Regions from separate parts of the Drosophila melanogaster genome. Here region 1 is linked to region 2. Evidence: chromatin contacts called from public HiChIP or PLAC-seq data. All regions are on one chromosome and are shown on one strand. Each heading gives the region's core, a stretch centred on a gene start, on an enhancer-like site or on the middle of the called end of the contact. The rest is flanking DNA. Distances are from core to core; before and after follow the strand shown. Region 1 holds the start of CG12991. Region 2 overlaps CG43658.

Region 1 (4,671 bases), core at 1,705-4,204, 120 kb before region 2:
ACTCCAGTCCCAAGAGAGGTAAATATCGGGCGCAGCTGTTGAAGACTTGAAATTGGAGACTCAAAGTGAAGCTTCCATCCTCGCCGCCGGCAACTTATGTACATATGTGTGTACTTGCCCCATTGATCACTCAATGTTTAATCATGTTTCCGATCATTGTTTCTGGTCAATTATTTCGTTTTCCGTTAACCCCAACCTCCCCTCATCTGACATTGGCCTAAATTCAAATATGATTTTTGTGTTTAACTATTGGGCTACCAATCGCAATTTGTCAGGGCCCAGAATCCAAGGGCCAAGGCGGGGGAAACCCAATTCGATGACTTCAATTATTGGATGTATGTAACGCTCTGCCACGCCTCGTAATGGAATTTTAAATTGAACTTTGTAAAATACGCTTATGGCCGCCGCTCATTAAACGCACATACATGAGGAAGTTGCATCCACTGGCACGCTTCCCCCAACCATATAAACTGAATTCAGCCCGCTTCTTTCCCCCCTTTCTCTTCCGCACTTTCTTAACTCTACACATGGTAACAAAGAAACGGCTATTAAGAACGCTCTACTGCACCTTTACGACCTGAAGATACCTCTTAACAGCATAACTCCACAGAAAATATATTTCAATAAATTTAAATCTAGGTAATTTCACTTAGATAAATTGTCATAAAATAGATAATTAAATTAATAGAAATTAAATAAATGCCATCTAGGTGAAAATAGGAAAATTCGTACATTTCAGAAACCTATGTAAAACTTTAGAGACACATCTACTAGCATCCCAAAATGGATGTCTCTATGTGATATAGATCCTGAGTTAGATGAGATTGAGCATAACTATATAGGGATTTCATCTGGCTTATATACCAATGATCTCGCATTTTTTACAGGTAATCAACACAGCCACAGTAGCTATGGCCGTAAGATCCGCAGCTGATTCAGAGTCTGTTGATTCTACTTACTTAACGCATGGCCTCTATGCCCGGCCAGTCATAAACTGGTTTAACGACTTTAAGTTCTATAGACAAGCGTGGCGAAAGAGAGGGCTAGAGCCGTGTGGAAAGAGAGGGGCATAGATATAGGCAGGTAGGCAGTAGAGTCCAGCGAAACAGCGAAAATGTTAATCAGCCAATTGAGACTGCACTTGGACTTGATAGCCAGCTCAACTGCACTTCATATATACGTATATAAATATGGCAAAAATATCGCTCGACTATATGAGTCATTCAGCTATGGGATGCCTCCGATTAGATAAAGCCAAAGCTGATAAAAATAAAAATTAATATACCTATTGTATATGGCACATATTGAAGAAAAGAAAGAGCCAAACAAAAGACAGCGAGGTGAATGGCGGAGTATCAGAATCAGTGCATGGCAGCTGGCAAAGTGTAAATGATTTAATATACAGCCAGGCGCAATTGCCAATCCAGTTAGGAAAGGCATTAAAAAATTATACAAAAAAACAGTATGCTGCCCGCTAACTGTTAAGAAAATAATAGCAAAACACCGGGCCAAGAGATAAAATCGCCATTACTATTAATATGGGGTCTTGCGATTATTGTTTCGACGCTTTTGCTACGGGGTTAACTCGCTTTATCATAGATCACTTAACACCAAAGTGCGGCCAACTACAGTGGATAGCGGCTAATAGATAATGCCATTCAATGCTATCATTGTTAGTACTCAATATAATGGAAAAGTAATTACACATACCGTTGAGTTAGTCGGTTCAAATATTTCTTATCATTTAATGAGTTATATGTGGCAACACTCATGGTGGCAAATTTAATTAAGAGGGGATAACAAATAATAATCTTAAAAGTTTCGGAATCCTAGAGTTAAGTAATTCGAATCACTAAGCAAAATTTGTGATTTACTTCGAAGTTCATTCTCTATTGGCATAACGAATTTATATTTTGTAAACATATTTTATTTGCGTAATGATTAATACTTGACACAACAAAAAGTTACTAAAACTATCAAAACTTATGAAAAGTTTTTGTTCTAAGAAAGAGGATTCGATCGTCATAAGTCGCTATAAATTGAAAATATCTGTATATAATTAACATTGATAATACTATATATAATGATTGATAATAAAAAGAGGAAGGATTTAAAATTGGAATCAATTGGTGGCAATCAATTCGGGATTAGTAGATCAGGAACGAATGCGAAAATCGAAAACAATTGGGCACTTTAAAATGGCAATTAGCTTGGCCATTTGAAACGGGAAATGTTTTGCAAAACGAACGGTTAATGCAGGTGCAATTTACAGGGGGTAATCGCCTAATTACCGTTAGTCGTGCCTCACTGTATCTTCGTTTGTTTTGGGCTTCTAATTGGCAATTGGCAACTCGGGCTTTTTGGCCATGCTCGACTAACTAAGTGAGCCTCGTTTAACGGTCTTTTATTTATTTAGTTATTGCAGCTGCTTACTGAGTGCAAAAAAAATCCACTGAATATCAGTACCCTTTTCACACACACACACACGTACACATGGATTGAAAGGACCTGCAGCTTTTGTTGTTTCGACTTTTGCTTTATTTTATTGATTTTTAGCCAAGAATAAGAGGACAGGTTCAAAACACACAAACAAACACGCATACACCCGCACGCAGGAAAACACACCCCTGCTGGGTATGTGTATCCCTGAGCTACCAAAAAAAAGGAAAAAGGGAACAAAATATAATCAGACAATTGACTAGAAGACTTAAACAAACCTTTTTGGGTCGCAGCTTTCAAATTTGCGTGTATTCAATTTTTTTTTTTTTAGCAGTGATACTCCTTTAATTTACTGTTAGTAATGGCGCGCAAGTTTTTACCAACAACAACAACAATTCGACAACAACAGTGTTAGCCGCACGCCAAACACATTCACACACACAACACAAGCACGTTAAAAAAATGAGACCGCGCGAGTCGACCGCTATTCCCCACGAAATCCACGAACGTTATGTTTGCAGCCGTCGACGGTCGTTGAAATATGTCCGAAAAATCCCCACCGTTAAATGGGGAGCCTTATAAAATACCAAAAAGATACCAATCGTCAACCAATTCACCATAGACCCAAACCAACGTATGAAATTCAAACTGTATTTAAAAGTGTAAAAGGGATAGAAGCGGATAAGCAGGGCAACTGTTACTAACTTTAAGCTAGGCTTGTGAGTGGCCAAAGTTAATGAACAAATTAAGAGGACTAAATTCAAGGCGGTGCATTTAAAAATGTTACAAAATACTAAGAAAATACCAGTGGTATTGATAGCACCCTTGACTCAAACCATCAAATGTTTTGCTTGGCTATATGATTAAGAGGAAAGTTGGGGGAATGCCTCATTTGTACGTTTTATGAATAACGTAATACTAACTTACAACCAAAATACCTTTTAAGACTTAAAATAAAGTGTCACTTCTCATGTCTGAATCCCTCTGTGTAACAATCAATTTGAATTTCCGATATCCAATCATCGCTATAGCTTTGTATATAAATCTCGCGTAATTTTCATGCAAGTGTTTTAGAATATTTCAATTTGATCTGCAATTCGAAATTGACTGCAATAGTCAGCTAGTCATACGATACTTTTTATCGATATTACTCCACACCTAGATTCGCTGACAGTCCGCCTCTAATTTAATTTCGTTTGTGCACATTTTGTTTGAAAGACGCTTAAGATTATTGGGTTTTGTTTCATGTATTGTGCCCTTTGTGCTAAAAGGTAAGAATAACAAGATATATGTTTGTGATTCCGCCGATTCGTTGGGTCTTCCAGGTCTCGTGAGTTCGCGTCGCTGGTTGTTGATGTGCGTGTGCTGTTTTTTTTCCGTTTTTTTTTTGCGTTGTTGTGTTTGTGTGCGTGCGAGTGGAGGAGTGCAGCCGAAAACAACAACAAAACGGGACAGTAGAGTTCCTGGCATTTTGTGGTTGATGTTACCCTATTTTTACCGTTGCCTTCGCTTGCCATCAGCGGAACTTTACATTTTTTCACGGAGTTGTGAAGAAGTTGCCTGTTATTTGGTGTTGATGTCAAACCATTTTAACCGCTTACCTTGCAGTGCATCCGCCATTTTACGCAGAGATGTCGACCTATTTCGGGGTCTATATCCCGACCTCCAAAGCGGGCTGTTTTGAGGGATCGGTGTCGCAGTGCATCGGCTCCATAGCCGCGGTGAACATAAAGCCATCCAATCCGGCGTCTGGATCGGCATCAGTAGCATCGGGATCGCCATCCGGCTCGGCGGCATCCGTGCAAACGGGCAACGCAGACGATGGCAGTGCTGCCACCAAGTACGAGGATCCCGACTATCCACGTAAGTACGAACGAGATGAAGCGAGTGTCGGTATATGTGTGTGTTTTGCGTTCCAGTTATTTGCCGCTTGTTGCTATTGTGATACCCTGTAATCGGGGGTCATGCGCGAACGTTCGGTCGATTCGTTGATGGGTATTCGTGTGCTTTTGTTTTTAAACAATTGTGTCGTATGGAGCAAGTGGGAGGTTTTATGATTCATACACATACTTTTAAAACCAAATTTAAAAGTCGAGGGTTGAAGTTTCCAAGCAACAGGAATGTTCATGATCGGAATTGCATAGGTTTTGTTTTGAAACTAAACCTGAATTGCTTGACGAATTTCTGCAATAATGTTTGTTTTATAAGGGGTTGAAATTTTATTCCCATTTA
Region 2 (5,018 bases), core at 1,082-3,581:
CAGCAGCTCCGGCGGCGGCGGAGGCAGTGGCTCCGGATTCAGTGGCCAAACAATGCAGTCGGGTAATCCCAGCTGCTCACCGCTGACGGCCAACTCCAATGACGCCCACATCGTTGTCTGGGAGAAGAAGTTATAATCGCAGGAGCTGGTGTGCTGCTGCACCCTTCAGCAGCATCCCCACCAGCACCATCCACCGCTAACCGAGCTGTGGCGCCGCGTGGGCGAGCAGCATCAGCAGCACCAGCAGCTGCAGCAGGCGCAGCGTCGTGGCCGTGGACGGGTCCGGTTCCGGGGATCCTTTATTCAGCGGGATCGCAGTGCCGGCAGCGATGGAGGAAGCGGTTACGGATCAGGCGGATTGTCAGGTGCTGGCGGATCGGGGGGCATGTTGGGTGCCAGTCTGAAGCGACTGACCAAGCTAAAGCGCGGCGGCAGCCTCAAGGAGTTCTAGATTCGCGTGTACATTGTTTTTCGAAATTTAGTTTGTAGCACATAGACTTACGTTTAGGCTCAAAAACCGGCGGCCACCTAAATCACTTGATTTCTTTTGCGCTTGTCGTAAGCCGGAATATCGAATATATTTATTAGCGCCCTGTTTACGATTCCAATCCGAATCGGAGAACCATTTAGCCCCAAAGCTCCAGTGTTTGCTAAACAAAATATTTTCAAATGTACAGATCTTTGGATAAACTGTACTGATTTTATTTTTCCCATTTCAAAACTATCTTCTTGTTGTAGAACCGTATATACATATGGTTTATAAATTTCATCTATTCGCTAAACTTTAATGTTGTTGTAATATTTTGCAAAACCATCATTTTCATGGAGGTTTCCGTGTAGGAAAACGCTTTCGTTTTGATCATTTCCAATAATTTTGGTATCGAAGTTGAACATCGTTAATTTCTTAGTTAATCACATATAACTGCACTTTTTCAATATGAATGCTTAAAATCTGCTAGCTTTCGGGAAAAGCTGAGTTTGAATCAGATTTGGAACCTGTAGTGGGCACAGGGGTGTATATATAGCGAATGTTTCTGAAGAAACCTAGTGTTTAGTCAAGTGTTTTCTCAAACTTGAGCAGCCAACTATCTCTTTTTGTTCTCGATTCTTGCGTTAGAATGTGAAACTTAGCCCTAGGGAAATGTTTTTTTTTTTTCGTATGTAGTTCATAACTGAATATCCAAATATACAAGTTTTTTTTTTTCGTTAGTTCTGTAAGCATACTATGTTACATAGGATATAAACTAGATGATAAGCGATGAAGCACACACACAAGAGAGCGGCCAAGCCAACAAGCTAGGGGGAAATGATGTTGTCTGTACAATAAGAGATAAAGCAAAACAATAATGCATTGTTTAGTTATCCGGGAAACTGTCGAAGGAGCAGGACTTGTGGATGGAGTGCGACATGGTAATGCAAATGGTTATTTGGCCCATTCTACGACCATGTGCAGCACTTCTTATCGGTTTTTCTCAAGCTTTTCGAAGCGAAAACTCTGAGGCAGCTGGCAGCACTTTCCTTATGTATGTATTATAACGAAATTAATATTTAACGTACTTCCCCTTTATGGATAAACCCCATTTGTAGTACTCTAATGCCTGTATTTGTGAACATTTACAACAAGCAAACAAGAAATAAAAAACAAGTGTTTTTTTGTCTGTCAAGTAAACTTAAATATACAAAGGTAATGAAGCGAACAAGGAATATCTTATATACACACAAAAACATACTTATATACGATTTACATTTATGAAATATACATGTGCGTGTGTGCAACATGAATATTTAGCTAAAAATAATAAAAAAAAAAAAACAAAATAACAGAATGTTTTATCGAAGATATTTTTTGTGAACGATATCTTTTGGATACACATATAGAAGTCAGGCATAATGCAATTATGTAACTTTTTATATCATTGTGCATATTTACACACACACACACACACACATACGCGTTAACGCACTCATCGACATATATGAAAATAATATATTTACCTATATATCACACATATTTACGGGTTCCCCGGGAAACCCAAATGTACATGTACTTGGATGGCATATTATTCGGCATCGTCTGTGAATTATCTATCCACAGCGAGCCAGTTGCTTTGTCGGTGTTATACAACAAAAAAAAATTAAAACAAGAGCATTGTATGTATTCAAGAACAAAGAAAATGTATTAAAATATAAAAAAAATATATATATTATGCGTTTTTATTTGGTCTTTGAAGTCGTTAGGTTCGATTTCATTATTACATATTTGGCGATTGTTTGAAAAGCGCGGCTATTGCTTTAAAAATATGCAGCATAATTTTGGGGCGTTCCTGTAATAAAGTTTGACAGTCACTGTTAAATCTTTGGTTGACCATACAGTTTTACAGCCTCAAAAACGGAAGACCAACAATGTAAATTTAATTATGCTGTTTCATGATACTGACGAATTACTATCAAGACTTTATTATTAATTCAAAAGATAACCAATAAAAAAATATAAAAAAAATAAATATAAATACAATATTTTCGAATGACTTTTTTATAATCGTTTAAATTAACGATCATTCTAACTACTCAATTGATTTCCAAAACTACTTAATTATGTTTATATTTTCTGATTTTTATAAGTGGAAGACTTTGGAATGCAAATTTTAAAACACGTCCATTGAGATATGAAATTTCGTATTTAGGCATTCATTTCGTTGTTGTGGGGAAGAAAGTCTTGTTTTATTCTGAGAATTCCTTAACTGGACCAAGCTCACCCAAAATTTACAATCGTTTATTGACCTCTTTAAAATAATATTTTTTTATATAATATTATATTTGACTGCTAATCGATGGGAAAATTTTTTATCGAATTTAACAACATATGGCATTTGATATTAGGACAACTATTTTTATTGTTGTGTTTTTATTGTCACAAAATTTAGTGGTATTTTTCATAAATAATTTTTTCACAACATTTTATTGCCAAAAATCCTAAATATTTTATTTTGCTCATAGCCCTATTAGAACTAATAACTTGCAATTTAAGAATGGTATGTATTTAAACTTGATACAATTAGCAATTTATTTAAGCAATAATTTAAGCCGGAAGCTCACTTTCAGCTTGTTGATTTTTTATGCACAGTTAAGCTTTAGTTGCATCTATGCACTTTAAATAACCTCAAATGACAATGCACATTGAAGGGCCAAAAAGCGAAAGTTTGTAATGCATTTATAATATTGTAGCTAAAAAGGAAATACCTTACCAAGTATTGGATGCATTTAAAATGGCAGTGCGGTGTTCCCTAGAGATTGCGTAAGTTTACGCTAAAGTTGAAGCCCAAATTCAAACCCTGCGTTGCAAAAGAGCTTAAAGTTTGTCAATTTAGCTTATCTTGTCGTTGTGTCGAAAGCTTGAAGGATGTTCTGAGCCAGGATACCAAGCAATTGGAATCCGCTGAAAGCTCCTACCCGTCAATTGACCCACATATTTCATTTCAGTTATATATTTGAGTCTGGTCGTTAGTTTTGCGTAAGGGCCAGAGAAAAAACTCGCCGAGAAAGACTCGCAGGCGTGCCAAATTGATGCTATCAGTAATGAATAATAATGCCCAATAAGCGAGTCGGCTGATAATGACGAGATGGCCCATTACATAAACGAAAGCACATTGCACCGCAGCTCCCAGCCAGTCCAGCTTATTAGCGTTAATTGTTGGCGACACTTTTATTTCCACTTCCATTTTCAATTTCATTTTCACATCTATTTCCATTTTGCTTTATTCCGCCGCCCGCCTTTGAATCGAAATAATGATTCGAACTTGGCAAGTGTCTGTCCCCCTTAACGCTTAACGAGATTGCAGTTCGGCTGACTCTCCTCCGCTGGCCTTTGGTCATCGGCCATTGGCCATTGGCCATCGGACACCGGCCACCGGCTGATAAATGAGTCTGGGCCAGACATTATGCAATATTGGGGCCCTAAGGCGATTGGGACCGGTACCCGAAATAGCCACCGAAATACGCTGCCATTCAAATGCAGTGATGCCCCAATAGTTTGAAATATCTCTTTCATAAATATCTCTTTTATAAACATTAATGATTTGTTAATATAATATCATAGCTTATGCCAAAAATCATAGAAATATTTTGTTGTTCAGATGCAATGCAAACAAAGAGGTTTTCAAATTTGTTAATTTATCTTCTTGCAACGTATTTCACTTCTTGAAAACAGATACAATTTTCCGTGTAGTTCGTTATTGTTGTTAAAAGAAAGGACTTTGCAGTGCCAGAGATTGTTATAAAAGGGTTAAAAAAGCCCAATTTGCTGAAATAGAACCATCAAATGGGAATCGCAACAATCGAATACAAAATGAAATGAAATGAAACAGGACGTGTTGCCCAAAGGACTGGTTTATTTGCTTGTTGATGCATTCGAAGAATGCCATTTTGGGGAAAAGGATGAACCAGGGAAGAGAATAAACTAGTGACATCCACAACGGATGCGGCAATCGGATCGATAAATCAGGCTTGTTTATGGCAACAGCAGCGGCCATAACCGTAACTCCCGCCGCCGGCAATGGTGCGGTGCCCAGTTCGAAAAACGAGTGGAGTGGAGTCGAGTCGAGTGGAGGGTTTCGGTTTGTCCATGGGGCCATGACCTGCCTCAAGTGCTTTGCGTAACAACAACAACACCACGCAGCAGCAGCAGCAGCAACAACAAATGCGGCAGGGAGTGTGGAATTTTGTTGTTTTTGGCTTTCCCAGCCAGTCACGATCGCCGCAATTTTCTTGTCACTGTCACCCGAAATACGACAAAAAAACAAAAACCGCTCGTCGCACGCAACAAAGCAAAGCAGCAACAGCAGCAACATCGGCTTAAAAGACAAATAAACAAAGCGGCTGCCACAGTAAAAACTGCAACTGCACGAACAGCAGCAGTAACAGTAACAGAAACAGTAACAACAATAGTAAAGAGGAATACAAAAAAAAAAAAAAAATGGTTGCAGCAGCAACAACAGAAATTGGCGATTCGCCGCTGCTGA

The links. HiChIP or PLAC-seq counts read pairs in DNA pulled down with a chosen protein or histone mark.
Region 1: a contact with region 2 is called in an RNA polymerase II HiChIP or PLAC-seq map of the Kc167 cell line, with 4 times the contacts expected there. The contact joins the promoter of CG12991 here to the enhancer-like site in region 2. A contact is called at or near these places in 4 of 107 Hi-C or Micro-C datasets (the D17-c3 cell line, the Kc167 cell line, the S2 cell line and 1 more) and 1 of 6 datasets of contacts at active chromatin or transcription factors (the Kc167 cell line).

The regions. Positions count from the first base shown.
Region 1 is chrX:17,578,144-17,582,814 of dm6, reverse strand. CG12991 reads right to left here and starts at 2,954. Exons shown (of 6, transcript NM_001272721.1): 1 at 2,718-2,954. Ankle2 (Ankle2,) reads left to right here and starts at 3,586. Exons shown (of 10, transcript NM_132993.3): 1 at 3,586-3,710; 2 at 4,048-4,302. The coding sequence starts at 4,071. It also overlaps asRNA:CR44124.
Region 2 is chrX:17,453,339-17,458,356 of dm6, reverse strand. It overlaps CG43658, which reads left to right. Exons shown (of 9, transcript NM_001272714.2): 9 at 1-1,800. The coding sequence ends at 136. Among named protein-coding and RNA genes, the nearest start is that of CG8568, 3.3 kb to the right of the region's middle. Within about 2 kb of position 2,331, at least 10 of the 39 cell types and tissues checked have an H3K27ac peak or open chromatin away from gene starts, as enhancers often do. A contact at or near this core is called in the Kc167 cell line and the S2 cell line, where this site is marked.